2 separate regions of the Sus scrofa genome follow, and region 1 is linked to region 2. A link is a contact called in public HiChIP or PLAC-seq data. All regions are on one chromosome and are shown on one strand. Each heading gives the region's core, a stretch centred on a gene start, on an enhancer-like site or on the middle of the called end of the contact. The rest is flanking DNA. Distances are from core to core; before and after follow the strand shown. Region 1 holds the start of PRDX2 (peroxiredoxin 2). Region 2 holds the start of CALR (calreticulin).

Region 1 (5,757 bases), core at 1,726-4,225, 110 kb before region 2:
TGAACTTGCATCCTGGTACTGCAGAGACACTCCAGATCCTATTGCCTGCCACAGTACAAACTCCTCAGGCTAACATTTTAATTTTGCCTTTTTTTTTTTTTTTGCCACACACGTGGCAAGCAGAAGTTCTCTGATCAGAGATCAAACCCATGCCACAGCAGTGATAATGATGGATCCTTAACCTGCTGTGCCACCAGGGAACTCATTTGGGCTCCTTTAATTCCATATTTCTCTCTCAGCCCCATCCCCACTGGACTTTGAGGGCCTGTAGTCAGGATGTGTCTTTCACTCAAGAAGATACTCTGATTCAAGTAATATTCAAGCCTGACTTGGCACGTGCTTTCTCAAATACCTCCTACAGGAGTTTCCATTGTGGCTCAGCAGAATCGAACCCAAGTAGTATCCATGAGGATGAGGGTTCAATCCCCAGCCTTGTTCAATGGGTTAGGGATCTGGCGTTGCCATGAGCTGTGGTGTAGGTCGAAGATGCAGCTTGGATCTGACATTGCTGTGGCTGTGGGGTAGGCCAGCAGTTGTAGCTCTGATTCGGCCCCTTCCTGGGAACTTCCATATACTGTGGGTATGGCTCTAAAGTTAAAAAACAAACAGGAGTTCCCGTTGTGGCTCAGTGGTTCACGAACTCGACTAGCATCCATGAGGACTTGGGTTCAATCCCTGGCCTTGCTCAGTGGGTTACGGTCTGGCTTTGCCATGAGCTGTGGTGTAGGTTGCAGATGTGGCTCAGATCCCACGTTGCTGTGGCTGTGGCATAGGCCAGTGGCTATAGCTTTGATTTGACCCCTAGCCTGGGAACCTCCATATGCTGCTGGTGTGGTCCTAAAAGACAAAAAGACAAACAAGTAAAACAAAACCTCTTAGAGATTTCTATTATCTCCCAGCTCCCAGCTCCCAACTCCCCACCCTTATATTGAGGTAGCTTCCCCACCAGATTAGAAACTTCCTGCAGACAATGCCCTAAGCTGAGTCTTCTTTAGGGCCCTCACATCTATATCATAGCAATGATATGAATGCAGTGAACATATGCATAGACAAGAGCTGCATGAGTACACGTGTGAAACCACGTGAATGTGGTGTCTGCTCACCTTCCCCATGCTCGTCTGTGTACTGGAAGGCCTGGACCAGCCTCAGAGCCTCATCCACAGAGCGTCCCACAGGCAAATCATTGACAGTGATCTGGCGAAGGACACCCTTGCCATCGATGATAAAAAGGCCCCTGAAATATCAGGGTTCATAGTGAGGAGTGGGAGCCTGGGGCATCATCCAAGACTGGTCCCCTCACCCTGAGGATGGGGGCTTCCCAAAGGTCCCACAGTACCTGTAGGCGATGCCTTCATCTTCCTTCAGCACACCATAATCAAGGGACAAGTTTCTGGTTACATCAGCCAGCAGGGGGATTTTCAGGGGGCCCAAGCCTCCCTCCTTCCGTGGGGTGTTGATCCTGGGGAAAGGGGAGATAGGGCTGGGACCTCAGGAAGCCTGGCACAGCAGGGTCCTCACCCTGTGGGCCTGGGTGTGATAAGGACTGGAGAAAGGGTGCTGGAGGTGAGAGATAAGGGGCTTTAGAGCAAGGCCCTGGGAGCCCCACCCATCCCACCCTGAAGTGGGAGCAGGGGCTGTTTCCCACAGCTGGGAAGACTAAGCTAACACTCCAGCAAAGTGGCTTCACATGTGCTGGTGACCTCCAGCATCTTGGGGCCCAGCGCTTCACTCTCTCAAACTGGAGTTTCCACCTGGTTGAAGTAGTTCTTGGGAGGGAGGCCATGTGGCCCTGAGTTAGATAAAGCATCTGCAACTCACTGGGCTGCCATGCAACTAGTTTACAAATGCTAATGACTTTCATCATCCTTAAGGACTTGGGCATCACTATCTCCATTATTTTCAAGACAGGAAAGGGAGGCGCAGAGGCTGAACGTCTGCCAAGAGAACACAGAACTTGTACCCTATAGAGATAGTAGGTTTAGCTGCACCCTCCCCTCCTTGCTGGTCCCCACTCCTACCAAGCCAGGTGGGTGAACTGAGAGTCAACGGAGACGCCCAGCACCTCGCAGCCCAGCTGGTGGAACTCCTCAGCTCGATCGCTGAAAGCGATGATCTCCGTGGGGCACACAAAGGTGAAATCCAGCGGGTAGAAAAAGAGGACCAAGTACTTCCCTGGGGAATGGCGTCGAAACAGACAAGGAGTTAGGGCCCAGTGACTCTAATGATTGTGCCCTCACCCCGTCAGGGCCACCTCCACCCCGCCCTCACCTTTGTAGTCAGAAAGCTTCACCTCCTTGAAGGCGCCATTCACCACGGCAGTGGCCTGGAATTCCGGGGCGGGCTTTCCGATGTGCGCGTTGCCAGAGGCCATGACTGAAAGCTGAGACCCCCCCCGCCCCCCGCTCCGGGTGAGTACGCTGGGGAAGACCCTTTGTCCCCGCTTCCCAAGGTCACGCTGCGTACCGGGCCCAGTTACTGAGTCAGAGCGGCGGCGGCGGCAGCAGCAGCAATGCCCCGCACCCTCTCTGAGACCAGGTCTGCACTGGCCTGGAGAATGTGGGAGACCCGCCCCCTTACACAGCTAGAGCGTCCCGCGGCGGCCGCCCGACCCTCCCAACCCTCCCGTTAGCGCGTATGCCCGAGTGCTGGCGCGCAAACCCACGGTCCCAAGAGGGGACGCCGCGAGCTGGGGGCGGTGAGCCTGGGGATGCGGCCTGTACTCCAAGCTCTGGCCTCGGTTTTCCCCGAAAGGACAAAGGCAGCCACTACTGCGGGCGGAAAACAAAGGCGGCCAACTCAGGTCTGGATAGGGCCCGAGCTGCTCCAACCGGGCTCTCCCTGCAGCCCAATGCACTCCAAGTGTCCATACCTGCGTGGGCAAGGGCGGGACGCACCGACGAGAAGACTCAGGTACTTGCGTTCTCGGGGCCAAGCGCGCCCAGGCACGGGGAGCCTTTTATGCTCGGCCCGAACCATGACGCGCAGGGCGGAGGGGTGGGCGGACGAGCGGTCGGGTCCACTGCAAGCGCAAGAGAGGGGAAACGGAGCCGGCCGGGTCCACGTGCCCGCAAGCGGCGGGGGGAGACGCGCGGCCGCGGATCCCGACCTCTGCGCTAGCCCTCGAGGCTGGTGCCAGCGCCGCAGACTCCGCGCGGGGCTCCTCTTTGGAGCGCGCCGGCGTCGGTTGGAGTCCGGCATGGCCCGGAGCCGGGCGGCGCTACTGCTGACGCCTCTGATGCTCCTGCTGCTGGCGACCTTTGCACAGGTCACCCCCGACTACCAGTACTTCGGAGAGCAGGGCGAAGGGGACACCTGGGAGCAGCTGCAGCTGCAGCATCAGGAGAAAGGTAACCACAGGCCGCGGATGTGACAGTGCGGAAAAGTGCCTCATTGTCCCACCACTTCACCAGCTGGCTGCAAATAGACCCTCCTCCAGGGACTTCCAACCTCTGCCCACTTGCGCACTGGCGGCGCCCCTTGGGTTGGTTGGTTACTCTGACGTTCAGTTTACTTATCTGTAAATTGAGACTGAGACTGTCTTTAAGCAGCTTAACATGGGGAGAGAGGACGCGGGCAAGCAATAAATACCGAAGTAGACATAACCATAAACTCACAGGTAAGTGCTGGCAAGAGCAGAGATAGAGAAGGAAGGGCGCAGGTAAACTTCTGAAATCAGAAAAGGCCCGGCTGAATAAAGATAACCAATGCAGCCAGAATGACAAGCAAAAGCCAAAAATCGAAGATTTAGGGGGAAGAGTGGGCCAGGGAGTCCGATCAGCAACTGCCAACTCCAAAAGTTCTGACAAAGGAATGGAAAGAGGCCAGTACTGTCTTGGTGAGGGCATAAGGTGTCAAGACATTATGAGTTGTGCTAAGACCTGTCAAGAAAGGCTGTAGGGAGGAGTCAATAAACAGTTGTAAAGGGCATCTGATAAATGACGTGGCTGCTTTAAAAGTGGCCATAATAATTGTTTTTGTATTCCATGCTAGCACATCGCCAGGGGCTTTAAGTACCTTCATTATGCCAATCATGTAATTTAATTTACTACCTGGAAACCCTGTTGGTCATGTGACACTGTCCACTGGAGAAAGGCTCAGGTCACGCCCCTGAAAATGGGAGTCACCTTCAGATGGTGAAAACCAAGGGTATTGTACCACACTCCCATCTGAACAGGCAGGCACAGGTGGAAAGTGTCATTTTGCAGTCTCTCTGGGGCACTCCTCAGATGTGTGTTGGAAGGCTGGCTTGTTCTCTCTAGGTCTCAGTTTCTCAATCTGGGACTAGTGGGAAGATTAAAGGGGATAATCTGTGGTAGGGTACCTGGCACAGAAGAACGGCCCAGCAAACATGAACTGTTGTTATTTGTCAGTGTCTTTATCTTCCTCCCTTCCTAGGGGGGGATATGTTCCCCCCCTACCTGGTCCTCCATCCTTAGACTTGAAAGACTCCGTCCTTGGTCCGTGGGGAAAGTGGCGCTGTTTCTGCGACCTGGGCAAGCAGGAGCGCAGCCGCGAGGTGGTGGGCACAGCGCCCGGCCCGGTGTTCATGGACAGCGAGAATCTAGTGCAGGTGCGGCCCTGCAGGCAACGGGATTGTTCATCCTGCGAGCCGAAAGACTGCGACTGGAGGCCCTGAGCCCAGGTGTGGAGCGGGCACAGAAGAGCAGCGGCCGGCGCGACCTAGCAAATCCAGGCCGCGAGTCCCCAGGGTGGGCGGGGAGAGAGGAAGGGCTGTGGGGGTGGGGCGGACACCTGGAATGGAACACTGAGGCACTAAGCCTGCGGTTTGAGCGCAGTGTGGGAAGGGAGAGCTGTCAGGAGGTGCGAGCCCCGCTGGTGTCCGATGAGAAAGGAAGAAAGGTTGTGGGGGCGGGGAGGGGAAAATGGAGATAGAGGAACTGGGACCCTGGTGAGGAACAGAAACCCGCAGGCGGAGAGCATGAGCCCCGCTGAAAACAGGGAATAAACAGAGATGTGCGGTGGGGGTGGCGGACAAATGTGGGAGGCGTGCGCCTCATGTGGGAGAGAGAGGGAAGAGGGCGATGGAGGGGGGCGGGGGCGTGAACCCGGAGTTGAGGGGTGGGGAAGGAGCTTGCATGGTGGGCGGAGACTCTGAGCCAGAGTCTGGAGGTCTGGGATCTCGTTTCGGGGGTACGGGAGGCGTAGCCCGGATGACGCAGAGGGTAGGGAGCGGGAGAGGGGCAGGGGGCTCCGAGTGAGCAACGGAGAGAGGGAGCTGGGGGACTCCAAGTCCAAAGGTTTGAGCCCAGTGGCGCAGTGATACCTAGTCCAGAGGGCTTAGATTGTGTGGAGTGACAGGGACCGCGAGTACAGAGGGCCTGAAGCCGGATAGGGGTCAGGAACTCAGTGATGCGGACGTCATATTCTGGCAGTCTAGTGGTATTCGACCTTCTCGGCCCTGATCATGTTAGGTCCTTCAAGGCCCGCCTCAATTTCCCTTTGCTTTCCTCTCCTTTCTCTAGCCCCGGAGGTGTCCAGAGACACCAGGGCGGAGCTTGGAAAGCGACCCGCCCACCCTGTTTCCCAAACCCAGGGAACACTGGTCAACCTCGGGAACTACAATTCCCAGGAAGCCACACGGCAGCGGTGTCGGCGTCGGCTGCACAAACGTCACCGGCGGCGGGAGCGTTGGGGGCGTGTCCTGGACGACAATTGGTCGAGAGCTAGTACCGCTTCGGGGCCTGCGGAAAAGGGGCGCCAAGAACTTTCCTTGCAGACTTCATTCCTGCGGCTGGT
Region 2 (5,216 bases), core at 1,036-3,535:
CCGTTGTGGCTCAGCAGGTTACAAGCCAACTAATATCCATGAAGATGCGGGTTCAATCCCTGGCCTCACTCAGTGGGTTAAGGATGTAGCGTAGCTTACAAATGAAGCTTAGATCTGGTCTTGCTGTGGTGTAGGCTGGCAGCTGCAGCTCCGATTCAGCCCCTAGCCTAGGAACTTCCAAACGCGGAAGATGTGGCCCTAAAAAGAAAAAAAAATTTTTTTTGAGTGTGGATTGTGTGTTAGGTGCTATTTTAAGCAGTATGCATTTACTTATTTAGCCATCATAATTGTTATTTGAGCCTGGAAAATGGGGTTACTGATATCCCCCTGTCTGGACTTTCAGTAAAGTCTTAACAAAAACTCAGAATGTACCCATCAAGGTCTCTCTCTCTCTCTCTTTTTTTTTGCCACAGCTGGCATGTATAAATTTCCAGCTAGGGATGGAATAGGAGTTGCAGCTGCCAGCCTACACCATAGCCACAGCCACCCCAGATCCCAGCTGCATCTGTGAACTTCACTGCCGCTTGAGGCAATGCCAGATCCTTAACCAACTGAGCAAGGCCAGGGAATGAACCTGCATCTTCACAGACAGTGCATCGGGTTCTTAACCCACTGGGCTACAATGGGAACTCTCTCAAAATCTCCTTCTAACTTCAAAATGCTTTACCCATTTTTGTTTAATTCTAGCAAGAACCCTTCTTTCCTTCCTTCTGTCACACATAAAGTAGGTTTTAAGTTTGTTCTGTGACAGGTGCTGCAGAACACCTGCAGGGGGATTGTGAGGTTAACAGGTACAGTGTCTACCTTCTGGCAGGAAGCACCAAGACCACATGTCCATGACACATGTGAAAGGGAGGGAAAGCAAGTCACTGGAAGTTCCTTTGGGGTCCTGGGGGGGATGGGGCAGGAGGGGTGCAGGTTGGGCACCCCTACTGGATACTGCCTTGGGGAAGGGGCAGAACCACAACTTCTCCAAGATCCCTCATTCCTCCCTTTTCTGAGTTCCCACCACTAGAGGGGAAGCACCCCTACCTACCCTCCTTCCAAAGTTCCCTCCCACTTCCCAGGTCCAGAGCCTATTTGCTCATAGTTTGGGAAACCCCCAGCTCTCCTTCCTCCTTCCTGTAGCCTAGGGGCAGGGAGCTGGTGTCAGTCACTGTCATGCGCCTCTGGCTTCAGAAGAAGGCTCCAGATTTAGGGGTCCTGCCCACCTCTCTTGGACCTTATCTTCCCCACCATCTGTCCCTTTTACTCCCTCCCCAACTGAACCCCCTGCCCCCTCCTCTTTAGCCGTTTAATTGCAAAAGCGAGCCGTTTGTGGGAGACCACAAGACAGTGACCCCTTTCAGTCTACCGGCTGAGGAAAGGGTGGAGGGTATATATTGGAGAGGCTCCAATAAAGGGAACAACCCTACGGAGCCACAGCCTGTAGTCACATCTTCAAGCCATCTGGGCTTCCTTCCTTTTGTCCCAGGACGTCCCTAAGATCTTTGAAAGCACTTCTGCCAGGCAGCAGCTGGCCAGCGTCGCTCCTCTTGGCCTTTCAGGAGCTCCTGTGACTTCAGAGAGGCTAGGTGACTTGACCCATTTCACACAGCAGCAGTCTTGACAAAGCGGCCAGGACACTAGGAGCCACATGGAGGAGAGAGCCCGCACTATCCCCGCAAGGCTGCATGGCTCTGGCGCTAGGGTGAAATGAAGCCCCAGGGCCCGGTGACCTCTGCCTCATCCTGGGCAGGGCGGGGTGACTGGAGAGAAAGAAAGAGGAAGAGAAAAAGAGAGGGTTGAATTAGAGAGGCTCCCCAAATTCGCAACAGAAAAAGGCTAGGAAAACCTTGCCCACCCAGCCCCATAGAGGGGATGAGCAGAGGCGAGGCTGGAACAGGGTCATAGCTCAGCGCAGTGGCACCTGCACTCGCGCGCGTTCTTTAAACGCCCAGCTGTGAAGACAGGCTCGCGGGCTAGGGCGGGGTTGGGCCGAGGTCTGGTCACATGACCTAGCCTGAGGGGCTGGAGGCCCCCACTCCACCGGTGGGCGTCCCCCACAACGCGTGGTCGACCTTCATTGGCCAGTGGTGCGGCCAATAGAAATCGGCCATCTGGGAACCCAGCGTGCCGAGGCACAGCCGAACATGCTGAGCCGACAAAGATCCAATGGAAAGGCAGGATTATAGCCACAGACCAATGATACGGCGGGGGAGGAGGGTCAAAGAGGCAGGACCAGGTTGGTTTGAGAGCGGGCCCGGTATAAAGGCTCGCGGCCGGCGGTAGCGTCCGTCCGTACTGCAGAGCGGCTGCTGGAGGAGTGACTTAAGGGGCCCGCGCGCCGCCGCCCCCTCGGCCCGCCATGCTGCTCCCAGTCCCACTACTGCTCGGCCTTGTCGGCCTGGCCGCCGCTGAACCCACTATTTACTTCAAGGAGCAATTTCTGGACGGAGGTAAGCTTTAGTCCCGCCTCGAGGCCTCTCTAACGAGGCGGCTGGCCACCTAGCCCATATCTGCGTGTCTTCTGTAATTACTGCTCAGAGGGCCAACACGGTAGTCTTCAGGGACTAAAGCCGCAAGGCGATCCTTCCTTCTCCGTCCCTGAGGAGCGTGGAGGGCGCAGCGGCCTTCTGCGGCCGGAGTTAGGGCTCGCCCGAGGCTCTCTTAAGCCATTAGAGATGTCAAACTAGAGGCCGGGGTAGGGGAAGTCAGAGAGAAGAATAGCTCTTTATTTGACCCTAGCAGCTTGTGGGTCTTGGTAGATGTTTTTTGGGGGGTGATGAGCAAGGCCGCGCTGACCTGCTCCTCTGGTCCCCTAGACGGGTGGACTGATCGCTGGATTGAATCCAAACACAAACCGGATTTTGGCAGATTCGTTCTCAGTTCCGGCAAATTCTACGGTGACCAGGAGAAAGATAAAGGTAAGAACCTAGGGATGGGTTCTCAGATCCAGGAGGACTTCCTGGAGGAAGCTCCTAATCATCACACAGCTTGGGTACCCCTAGGAACAGAGCAGGGGGAGGAAGGGGCAGTCGTCTCTATTTCCCACATAAGGGTACTCCGGGGATTGGGCTGAGCCGTGACCTCACTATCGTCCCTTGCTAGGGCTACAGACAAGCCAGGATGCCCGGTTTTACGCTCTGTCGGCCAGATTTGAGCCCTTCAGCAACAAGGGTCAGACGCTGGTAGTGCAGTTCACGGTGAAACACGAACAGAACATCGACTGTGGGGGTGGATACGTGAAGCTGTTTCCAGATGGTTTGGACCAGACAGACATGCATGGAGACTCCGAATACAACATCATGTTTGGTGAGGGGGCCCCACCCTGATCCTGACCTCTGGTTAGTTAGACGGAGCCTGAAACCCCGTGTGTTCCTTATATATAGCCCATGAAAAGTAGTCTTGAGAGCACAGAAAACCCTTACATGCTTAAGTTTTTCTTTGGAAGGGAAGCTGAGGGAATAGTTACAGTTAACAACTTTCTGCTTTGTTTTTGGTTTAAGGCTGATAGTCTGTGTGATGTTTATGTAGCTATTTTCCAATTCTACAAGTTCTCTGAGCACTTAATTTCTCTCCTTTGACTCTTTATTCTTAGTCCCTTAGAGATAAAGTCTGAATTCTGTTTTGAGCTTTGCAGACCTGCGTTTAAGAACCAAGTTTTCTTTTTGAAAAGGGGTGGGGGCGGGGCTCAGTGGTGGGGAGCCTCTAACTCTAACCGGACCTACTTCTCACCAAGGCCCGGACATCTGTGGCCCTGGCACCAAGAAAGTTCATGTCATCTTCAACTACAAGGGCAAGAACGTGCTCATCAATAAGGATATCCGTTGCAAGGTGCATCTGGGGGTGGTAACAAATGGCTGTCAGGGGAGGCTCAGAGGCCAGCCTGGTGGGTGGGGCCGCTCATCTCCTACTCTCTTCAGGATGATGAATTCACACACCTGTACACACTGATTGTGCGGCCCGATAATACTTATGAGGTGAAGATTGACAACAGTCAGGTGGAGTCAGGCTCCTTGGAGGACGATTGGGACTTCTTGCCGCCTAAGAAGATAAAGGATCCTGATGCTGTGAAGCCTGAAGACTGGGACGAGCGAGCCAAAATTGATGACCCTACAGACTCCAAACCTGAGGTTGGTGCTTGGGTGGGGCTTCCCTCAAGGTGAAGAGTGTGGAGGACAAGTGCGACGCTTCTGATCTCCCTGTGTGCCTTCAGGACTGGGACAAGCCTGAACACATTCCTGACCCTGATGCTAAGAAGCCCGAAGACTGGGATGAAGAGATGGATGGAGAGTGGGAACCGCCAGTGATACAGAACCCAGAGTACAAGGTGAGCCTGGGACTCTGAGCAGGGCAGTGCACCATGGGGAATGCACTGATCTCTGCCCACCCACCAGTTCCCTTCTTCTGCAGGGTGAGTGGAAGCCCAGGCAGATTGACAACCCCGATTACAAGGGCACTTGGATCCACCCAGAAATAGACAACCCTGAGTACTCCCCTGATAGCAACATCTATGCCTATGAAAACTTTGCTGTGCTGGGCCTGGATCTCTGGCAGGTGAGACTGGGAGGGAAGAGGAGGATCCCTAGGGGACACCAAGTGCTGAGGGTCAACCCATGAGTAAAGGGAGGCCTGGCTGCAAAGTAGTGCTTTTGGAGGGGAAATTTTTGGTCTGTCTTTTTTTCCAGCACCTGCTTTAATGTACTTATATGCCTGGTATTTTTAAATATTTCTAGGGGAACCAACTCATTTAACTTACCCCAACAACCTAGAAGGTGGTGAGAGAACCCCATTTGAAAATTAAGTTCATAAGGACTGCAGTTTGGTCTGTTCTGTTCACTGATGTACTTTCTGCACCCAGAATGGTTCCTGGCACATATTAGGTACTAAGAAAATGTTTGGAGAAGGGAGTGAGTCCATTTTACAGAGAAGAAACTGAGGTGCAGAGAGGTGAAATCACCAGCCCAAGGTCATATCACCAGGAAATTACAGAACTGGGGTTTGAACCCAGGCAGCTTGTTTTTTTTTAATTGCAACATTGTGTAATGGTTATGGGTACATGGACAGGAGACCTTTGCAAAGCCAAGGCCAAACAGGTGTCACTTCTGACCACCTATCTATCACCTGGTCCTACAGGTCAAGTCTGGTACCATCTTTGACAACTTCCTCATTACCAACGATGAGGCCTACGCTGAGGAGTTTGGCAACGAGACATGGGGTGTTACAAAGGTGGG

Evidence for each region. HiChIP or PLAC-seq counts read pairs in DNA pulled down with a chosen protein or histone mark.
Region 1: an H3K27ac HiChIP or PLAC-seq map of alveolar macrophages shows a contact between it and region 2. The contact joins the promoter of PRDX2 here to the promoter of CALR in region 2. A contact is called at or near these places in 2 of 5 promoter capture datasets (fetal liver and liver), 6 of 47 Hi-C or Micro-C datasets (epiblast stem cells, heart right ventricle, liver and 1 more) and 2 of 2 datasets of contacts at active chromatin or transcription factors (alveolar macrophages and skeletal muscle).

Annotation. Positions count from the first base shown.
Region 1 is chr2:66,205,047-66,210,803 of Sscrofa11.1, reverse strand. It overlaps PRDX2 (peroxiredoxin 2), which reads right to left and starts at 2,975. Exons shown (of 6, transcript NM_001244474.1): 1 at 2,870-2,975; 2 at 2,269-2,380; 3 at 2,019-2,172; 4 at 1,337-1,459; 5 at 1,104-1,234. The coding sequence starts at 2,371. RNASEH2A (ribonuclease H2 subunit A) reads left to right here and starts at 5,674. Exons shown (of 8, transcript NM_001244444.1): 1 at 5,674-5,757.
Region 2 is chr2:66,099,143-66,104,358 of Sscrofa11.1, reverse strand. It overlaps CALR (calreticulin), which reads left to right and starts at 2,285. Exons shown (of 9, transcript NM_001174133.1): 1 at 2,285-2,438; 2 at 2,805-2,906; 3 at 3,091-3,294; 4 at 3,722-3,816; 5 at 3,906-4,115; 6 at 4,199-4,312; 7 at 4,396-4,539; 8 at 5,119-5,211. The coding sequence starts at 2,348.